Linked DNA regions of Gossypium arboreum: region 1 is linked to region 2. The links are chromatin contacts, called in public Hi-C maps. All regions are on one chromosome and are shown on one strand. The core of a region is the stretch at or near the end of the contact, and the rest is flanking DNA. Distances in the headings are between cores, read along the strand shown.

What was found. Hi-C and Micro-C count contacts between places; a contact is called where the count stands out from the background.
Region 1: a contact with region 2 is called in a Hi-C map of leaf, with 2.6 times the contacts expected there. The contact joins the promoter of LOC108483273 here to the promoter of LOC108481042 in region 2. A contact is called at or near these places in 2 of 5 Hi-C or Micro-C datasets (both in leaf).

The regions. Positions count from the first base shown.
Region 1 is chr7:73,346,466-73,351,369 of ASM2569848v2, forward strand. It overlaps LOC108483273 (protein CURVATURE THYLAKOID 1A, chloroplastic-like), which reads right to left and starts at 3,484. Exons shown (of 5, transcript XM_017786563.2): 1 at 3,212-3,484; 2 at 2,841-2,929; 3 at 2,647-2,754; 4 at 2,451-2,522; 5 at 1,940-2,235. The coding sequence starts at 3,365. The coding sequence ends at 2,170.
Region 2 is chr7:73,015,064-73,020,093 of ASM2569848v2, forward strand. LOC108481042 (reticulon-like protein B5) reads right to left here and starts at 3,196. Exons shown (of 5, transcript XM_017784217.2): 1 at 2,831-3,196; 2 at 2,102-2,282; 3 at 1,871-2,012; 4 at 1,727-1,796; 5 at 1,198-1,633. The coding sequence starts at 3,026. The coding sequence ends at 1,467.

The sequences.
Region 1 (4,904 bases), core at 2,234-4,733, 330 kb after region 2:
GACAAAAATGTGTTGAGACAAAGTTTGAAAAAATACAAAGTTTATGGAATAAATATGATTTTAACCCAAAATAAATCTAAAATATTGATGATGTTCCATAGGCGGAATGCAGAATTTGTAATTTCAGTTTCTTTCCAAAAAAAGAAAAAAAGAAAAAAGTGTAATGTTTGGAATAAGTTGCAACGTTTCAGCAACTCTGATAAAGAAAATCTCACCTGGAGATCCTCATGATCTTTAAAATTTATTAGTCCTGATTATACTTTATCAGATACATAAACACTAGAGCTGGATCAAAGTACCTATAAAAGGGCTGGGGTTGAGGAACCTAATGTGTATGGATAATTAAATTGGGTTGATGTAGCGTCCAAAGGAGCTCCCAACACTTCAACACTGAAAGGAGGTGATGGCACAATTCCTACGGCTGCTAGCTCATGGATATCCCTAGCTGCGCCACCCTGCGTCAATTACTGCGTGGGCTAGGGTTTGCATGACCTGGGAGACGTGATTTGCCTTCTTTTTCGGTATTGAGGTGAAGGGAGCTCCTTTTGCTCCTTCTAAGTTTATCACCTTTTTTCTATTAATTTTCTCTCCGTCATTAAGTATTACTGGAACTTGGTTAATATAAGACTGGTTCATGTGAATCATGTGAAACAGGAAGGAAAGTTTAAATTTGTTCCTCAAGAGGCTTCAAATGCAAGGATGTGCATTGACAACTCTTCCTTCTCACTTTTGTCCTCAAAAGCTTGCTGTCCTTGATCATTATATATGTATATATATATATACACACATTGCCTGCTTTCTTCTTTAATTCATTTAAGCCGGTTTCTTCTGCTTGTAACTAGCTAGTTTTTGGCAATTTATAAGCTGGGTACTTTTTTATATGCAATATTTGTTTGTTTCAGGTTGCTGAAAACTTGATGGTCATGAATCTGCGTGGTTGTCCTTATTTGGCTTAACGGTTGGGACTTTAATTTGCTTACACCACTTGGATATACAGGCTGTTCAAACCTTGTTGAATTTTTCAGTGATGTCTCGCGATGAAAAATCTGGACAATGAACAGACTCCGAATGCTATTATTCGAGCTATTTGGAACTGGGAAACCAGGTAGCCCACAGCTTGGCTAACTTTGGGACAAATCTTCGTGCCGCTCCACCTGATTCTATTTGAAGGGTCTTAAAAGATGATTGTAATGGCTTAACATATTCTAGATTGATGATTGTAACTTCTTTTTTCTTCTCTCTCTTCGATTAAAAAGAAATCAATTTTTTTTCTACTAAAGATTAAGGAGAAATTTTGATACACTACTAAACTATCCATACTTGTTAAAAAACTATCCCACAACGGCTAGATTCATCTCTGTTCCACCTCCCCGGCCGGAGACAAAATCTAGCCTTGTGGAATTCCTTCACTATATATATCCCCATTAATGTTTCTATTTTTCTATTATCCAACAAAAGTTTAATCACCATTTGCATGCTTGACTTTGATAATTCACAAATGGGATCTACACAGGTATTATATTATCGAGTAAGGTTTGCTTTTTATGATGATAATTTTTAGATTTTTTCATTCATGTATTCTTATCATGTTGAAAGACCTCGTTTTACTGCTTTGGTGGGGGATGAAGGAAAAGGGTTGTGTTAGTTTTGCAGTTGACTTTTGCGAAAAGCTCAAAGCTAACAAAGGAGTTCGTTAGCAAATGTAAAGGCAAACTACACATTCAGTGGGGACAAGGGATTAAGCATTTAATTACATGAATTCTTTTGCAAAACCTTTGAGTCTTTCATGGTCGAAGACTGTCTTTAATGGGGATAAGAACCAAAAGTTTTATACAGTTTGTGATATTAGATTTGAACGCATTTTGCTGAATGATTAGGCTGCCCTCCATTGGGAAAGGAAATGAATCAGAGTCATTTCAATGGAAGAAACAAGCTATACTTCATACAGATTAAAGATGCATTTATAGATAGAGGGATGGAAATTATACCCCCATGAACATACACATAAAAATGGACTAGTATCACTCTAAGAACAGGGCAAACAAAAAGTTCGGCATGGATTACATATACAAGGCAATCCTACAATTACATGATATGATACACATGTCTGTTTTACAGGGTACAAAGGGACCAAAAATAAAATGAAGGCATGCCAATCTTTGTGTGCATCTATTCAGTTTCAGCAATCTTCTTCTTCAGTGACTCAATATCCGTAGCTAGTTCCTTCCTGCTTGACTGAGGAAATAAGCTTTGTTGTTAACACATGGTTCTTGATTAGCGCGGAATGCGTACATATGATTTATTTACCCTAACTAGTCTTAGAAACATTAATAATCTGTAAGTGAAGCCATTGTTTTTAAGTTAAATACCATCTATAACATAAGCACTGAAAGAGGACAACATTAGGCAGTACTAAGATTGATGGGGCTACACAGTTTAATAAACCCTACCTTGAAAAGAAGGTATCTGTAGACAAACCATCCTGTATATCCAAGTCCAACCAACTCCATTATCTTTGGAAGCTGGTAAAACACAGAAAATCATTTCGTTTTGGATCAGTGATTTAATCGAAAGGGAAGATGTGTTGTTAGCCAATCTAATTACGAATACAGATAGCAGAAAGTGTAGTGTTGAGAGTTGAATTACCAAGGGGACGGAGTTGATAGCACCAACAAAAATAGATGATAACCAAACAGCAACGATTGCCCCACCACCATAAAGAATAACTGTGGACTTGCTCTCAACTTTATCCCACTAGTAAAAACAAGGGAAGGAAACCATGTCAGTTGCAGACAACTCCATCATCTACAAGACATAATAGTATAAGACAATGTCCTCACCTTTTCCTTCAAGTCAGTGAAAAACTCCCCAGCATCGACAGCGGTCTCCTCTGAGGCTTTTGTCAGCAGCTGAGAAAACCTCCGGGATTCTGTTTTAGATGCCAAAAAATGGACATAGATTAAATCATCCTAACCCATAATTAAGAACCTGCATATGCAGTGGCGAATCCGGGTGGCAGGGCCGAACCCATGATAATATAAATTATTTAATCCATAAAATTATATTTTTACTATCATAAAAAATGCAATTTAATTTCAATACATTCAAAATTTAAGTTAATAAATAAGAAAAGAAATCTTGGAACTAGTGATTACATTTCGCAGGTGATGTTGGAAGTGAGTGTTAAAAAGGCCATGTATAAGAGCTGTACCTGGACTTAGCTTAACGGAAGAGGAAAAAGAAGAGCTGGAAACGCGAGGAGGGAGAGACGGTAAGGCGGAGCAGTAGGTGATCCTAACGGCAGTGTGGACACGTGGAACCAAAATGGCGGTGGCCGCCATGGAGGATGCTGCGGCGGTCACCATATATCAAATAAAATCAAGCTACTTTGGGTGGGTCGGAGCCGGATTTATGGCCGCTCGAATGCTACAACAAAATCCTATCCTTACAGTGGGTGCATGGCTCTCTTTGTAATTGGTTTTGATGCTGGGCTTGGATGCGTGATTTGGGGACACGTGGATAAGGTTGGGATTCTGATTGGTCTATTCCCTATCTGCAATCCACATGTTTCGCTATCTCACATGGCGTTTTGGATACCATGGGCAGTTCCACATGGCATGTTGTCTTGTCTTGTAATGTTTTGGTTCGTGTTCTTTTTTATTTTTTTGGTAAACTACTTGGATGGTAACCAAACCTTTGCATAGGTTATATGTTTATCACCTAACTTCAAAAACTTTCAACTTCATTACTAACGTTTTTAAAATTTAAAATTTTAGTCACCTACAATTAAATACTTAACAGAAAACTGAAATGATTTTTTTTATTGACCCAATAACAAGTTTAGCTTTTCAACGTTTACATTTTATCAATTTGATCTTAAATTTAAAAATTTAACAAATTTATCCTTCAATGTATACAAAATTTATCATTTAGATCTAATTCTAAAAATTCAATAGATTTAACCTTGATCATTTATAAAATTTTTCAGTTTAGTTCTAATTCTAAAAGTTGAAAAGAAAGAAAAAAATTAAAAACTCTTTTTGGATAAAATAATTTAAAAATTTTAAAAAGCATAAATAAATTATAAATAAAAAAACCAAAACATCTTTATTAAAACTAAAAATACAAAAAAAGGAAAAAGTATATCAAATGATTTAGAAAGAAATGAACACAAAATATATTGATAAGTATTAGAGAGAGAAAAAGTTAAACATCTCCATGGAATATGAAATCGATAAAGTTATTTTATATAGTTTAGTGTAGCTCGTGCTTTCAATTTCTGGACTAGATTTTCAAAACTTTTGTCGTTTGGCTAATGTTTAAAAGTTATTGATGACATGTTCAAGTTAAAAAAATAATAATAAACCTTTCAAAAGGTTTTATATTTTGTTAAGTTGTACCAAGTGAGAAAAGTTTAATTTTCTTATAAATTAATTAAAAGGCAAAAGAGATGTGGATAAATCAAAGAAATTCTTAAAGTTGCTTCAAGATATGGGTATTATCTCTCCATTTCTTTGAAAAAAGTTATCGAATTTCGTAAATGACGAAAACAGAGAATCAAAATTGGATGGACGTTTTATTTTGGTTGGTGGTGGTGTTTAATATGGAAAGTGAGAAACATGTTGAGTTTTAGAGTTTGATGGGGATAATGTTGATTGCAAACAGAGTAAGCATCTTGGAAGTCGTCAAAGAGCTTTTGAGCTAACTTGAACATATTTGATCTCTACCAAAGTTGTAAGTAGTAGTAAGTTCATTTGGTGGATTTGAATTCGTAAAAGTAATTATATGAAACAATTATTTTTTTTTGAAATTTTTTTATACTCTATCTAATTAAGGTTTTTAAAACTAGACCGAAAATTATTCAATTCGTACTTAAGTCTTAGTCTGCCTTGTAGCACGAATTA
Region 2 (5,030 bases), core at 1,946-4,445:
TGCCACGTCAGTATTTAATTGCTTGTTAAGAACTTTAGCTGAAAATTATATCTTAATGAGAGCCAACCAAAAGGTTTAATTATGTGTTTTCTAAATTAAGGATTGAATTGATTTTTCATTATTGTATGAGAGTCTTTTTATTATTGATTTTCCTATTTTTTTATGATAATTTTTTGGTATTCTACTTGGTTAGGTGAAAAAACAAAGGGATGAGAAGACGGAATAGAAAAGTGGAAAGAAAATAAATTTTGAACGTGCTTGATTGAAAATAAAAGTAAGGAAAAATATATGAGAAATGAGTAGTTTTCATTCTAATGCATATAAATTAATCATTTCAAATTGGAATGACGAGTGAAGAGAAAATAGAAGATGTATATGAGTTCAAAATTTTACATTTTTCATACATTTTATTTTTTTCTCCTATTTTTCAATTTCTACCAAGCAATGGTTGGAAAGAAAAAACTAATTTTCTTTTCATTTTTCTATCTCTACTACCAAGCATACCTATGCAAAATTTTTTACTCCCTTCAATCTTTCATCATTTCAATTTTCTTTCCACTCTACCAAGCAAAACCTTAAGTTTAGGTTTTAAGAGAATTAACTTCTAAAACAACCATACTAAACAAGTAAAGCGTGAGGTGATAACCGTATCTATATTTAAACCCCGAGTTAGTGTCACGTGTCAACTAGGCATCAACTTAGTCAAGGGAATTAGGAAAATATTTTTCTGTATTTAAAATAAATTATATTATTTTAAGGTACTTTATTTTTTATATTTTAAAAAACATCAAATAATTCGCACATGGTGGAATTTAAACCCATAACATTTGAGTCAATAAAAATTTTACTTTATCACTCAATCAAAGCTTTATTTTAAAATGTTTTGCATATCTTAATTTTATCATGCACACTTTATTACTTTCATCAATTGTCTATATTGATAATGTTATTTATTAAATTAGTGTCACAAGTTAACTCGACAACATCAAGATTGATAGCAACACCATGATAAACAATAGTAGTACATTTAATATTCTTAAGCTAACGTATTTAAATGTTTAAATTTCAATTTAATCATAATTTAGTCTAAATTTTTTCATTTTAATATTATACATGTGTTATTATTAGTTGGTTTGAAACCATATGTTTTATATATTGTTTTTAAACACATCTAAATACGTAGTTTCTACACTTAAATTTTTAGTATAATAAAAAAGCTGATTGTTATTCAAATAAAACAAGTTTTACAAAAAAAAAAAAAAAACCATCACCTTCTGGTGCAACCTGCAAGCTTGGCCTATTGCTAACAACTGATTTGCATTTAGAGATGTAATTTGAAATCAAAACTTTTGTAAACAATTGATTGAGGAGGAAGTGTCTCCAGCTAATGTGAACAGACAACACTACAACAACCAGGTAACCCAGAACTACCGAAGAGTTTTTAAGGGTTTAAACACCTGAGCCTTCTAAACCTTTTTGGTCTTCAAGGGACCTGTAGGAATTTTACCCAGAACCTTGGCATCAAAAACTGCATATTGCTTTTTTATCTCAATCACTGCCTTCTCTGCAAATGGGTCAACCTTGTCCTCATACTTCTCATACAAAACAGGTACCGTATGCAGCAACACGAAAGCTGATTTCCATAGGGAAGATGGATCAGAATTCAGTATGACATTTGTATAGATAAATTAACTTGGCACTAAAAGCAAGAGACCAGTGTCATTACATGTGTAGAACAAGGTCAAGAAATTGCACCAACTCCCCACAACGGAGAGGACCCAAAAAGCTGCTACAACCTGAAATCAGAGAGAAGGATATAGTGACCCCCCAATCAATGCACTTCAGATTAAGACTTAAACCCTAAACACACCACAAGAAACTTCTTCAGATTCCTTCCAGATGCAATATCTCGCAGCAGTTTCAATGCCTGGTTAAGTTCAATTGTCAGAGCAGAGGCGATCTGAAGGAATGGCTCCTCTGGCAAATGAACTTGTGGGATGCGAGGTGGAGTCCTGTGAAGAAAAAGGTCATATTATATTCTTTAAGAAACCATCAATATGTTAAATAGATTAAAGCTCATGCAAAGACCCCCAGAACTTACTTGTGGATAAAGGTATGGACATTGGACCAGAGGAACAATACTGCAAGACAGAGTATCGAAATGTGACAGAGCAGAGTAAGTAGGTGGTATTCGATCAACTCAAAAAGGACCCAGATTGCAGTTGCTCCACCAAGAACCCCAGCTGATATCTTTTTGTTCCTCCACAAGAACACATCAGCAGCTGCATCAAATCATTACCCAACAAATGAAATGGAAAGAGAACACCATCATCTAATTCTGACACAAACGAGAACCATTAATATAAGACTTGTAAATAGCAAGACTTTTTTAAACTCCTTGTGTGCTTAAATGATTAGATAATCTTACTTTTAAACGACTGGTCTAGAATGTGTTATACTTTGCTCCGTTCCCAGAATGCAAACAATAAAAGGCAAAAGCAAACCCCAAATATACGTCTGAAGTAGCTTACTCCTTAAGCAAATTTCAAATTCCAGTAACAAATACAAGAACCAATCAAATCGAAAAATGAAATTCACTTTCGTAACTACCAAACAGATCGTAAAGTGCAAAATACTAAAACTTAGATGTATTGATCTTCCATCAAATTAACATTTCTTTTTTAAATTCACTCTAACAACTGCATTTTTGTAATTTTTACTCGCATTTCCATCAACTTCGTCAAAAACAAACCTAACAATAAAATCCTGATCACACTAACGAAACTTGAAAAAAGAAAAGAAAAGTGAAATGAGAGCTTAGAGGCCGTACGCTTTCCACCACCGAGAACGTGATGAAGAGGTCTCTCCCTACCAAACAACCGATAAATCTTAGCCTTAACGGAGATAGGGGAAGCTGGTTTCTCATGATCTGAATCCGAATCCGAAGAAGACGATGAATCATGGCCGTGGATCTTCTCCATCACCGACTCCACCGCCGATTGCTTACTCTCCGTTTCCTCCGCCATTGGTTAAAAAAAGTCCGGACCAGTGCCCTAAAAAGACGGATTCTTTATTGACTGTCAGGGTGTCCGAACAGTATACAAGTGAGTGCGAATGTCAGTAGAACTGTAGGGTTTTAATAAAGAAGGAATGCATAAACCTTGGGCTTAAAAGGGAATGTATAAACCTTAGGCTTAAATGATAAATTTGTCGTAGTTTAGGTGTTTTATCTAGTCATATTTTTGAGTTCTTTTATTATTAACCTTTGTTTTTTTAATTTACTTTTTAATAAATTTAATGAGTAAATTTAAATGTTTAATTTTTTTCTTTCAAAATATTTTAATCTTCTATTCGTTTGTTTACTGATAAATTTTTTATTAAATTATTATTTTTAAATAATTATGTTTATTTTCTTTAATTTAAGAATTATTTTTAATTTAATGTATTATTTATTTATTTTATTATTTTTCAGTATAATTATCTTATTAGATTATCTTAATAATATATTATATCTCATTAAAATATTATACATATGAAATTCTAAATCATCCCCACTAATTTTTTAATGATATTTTTATTAAATTTGTTAAAAAAAAAAAAATAAAAAGAATAAAATTGATGATTGAAAAAGACTTAAAAATACAATTAAAATAATTTTGATAAAATATAATAAATATTAATAGTTAAATTTATCGTTAATCCTAAACCTTAAATGAGAGTGAGGTTGGGGGAGAATTTGAAATGTTGAATGAGGTATGGTACAGTGGGGTCTAGAATAAAATTGGATTCTTTCAACTGATTTACTGAGAGAGAGAAGGGTGAATTCTTTTATTTCAAGAGTTCATCTTAATGGGACAATGGGGTGGCATGGACAGCTATCACTTTTCAGTGGTCGTTTTGGAATTTTCACTTTTTTGCATCAGTGGGGCTTCATGTTAGATTCATATCAAGGCTTATGCTTTTTGTTGTTTCTTTTTTTACGAAATAAGTGTTTGCCATCATCACGTGCTTTATTTTTGTAGTGAAGATAAAATTCAAACTCTATAATTAAGAAATGAAATAAACAATTACTACATTGTATTAATAAATTTTATTTTATTATTTATTTTTAAAAATATCTAGATTTAGATTCTGAGCCGGCTGAATATGATAATATTTATTTTTAAATTTTATTATCGTGTATTTTGTAGTATACTTATCACTAACATCATAAAATACTAATAAAATATTTCTTTTTAATTGTTAGTTACATTGTATTGCAATTAAATCTAATCAAGTCAGGTGAAATGCTTAAATATAAATATATTGTAAAAATTAAATTTTTAGTTAAATCAATTAATTTAGTTAAATAATTATAAAAATAAATATATAAAAAATCATAAATGGTTGATGTTGAAAGTGTTGAAAAATGGCCAGTAATTGATGAATTACAAAGCTAGACTAGTATTGAATTTGAATGAAAATATATTGTAACATACTTAAATTACAATAGCAAAGTGTTTTTATAGCTTATGTTGAACTAATTGCTAACTGCTAACTAATCTAACTGCTGCTACCAACTTTTTTTTATTCAGCCAACTACCAATATTTTTAACACTCCCTATCAAGTTGGAGGGTGATAAAGATATTTGACCCCCAGTTTGGACAACAAATACTCATGCTGATGCACCCCCAGGGCTTTTGTCATCAAGTCTACTATTTGTTGGCTGGTGCGTATGTGCTATGTTTTAACCAACCCTTTTTTGATTTTCTCCCAAACAAAATGACAATCAATTTCTACGTGCTTAGTTCATTCATGGAATATTGGATTGGCTGCAATTTGAAGGGTCGCTTAACTATCACAAAACAATATTGTTAGTTCCAGTTTGTCGAGACTAACTTCTCCCAACAAACCACTTAACCAGATTATCTCTGCAACTGTCAAGGCTATGTTTCGATATTCTACTTCCGCAAATGATTGAGAGACTGTGTTTTGCTTTTTTTTTTTACTTCCATAAAATGAGTGAACCCAAGTTTGATGCAGTACCCTA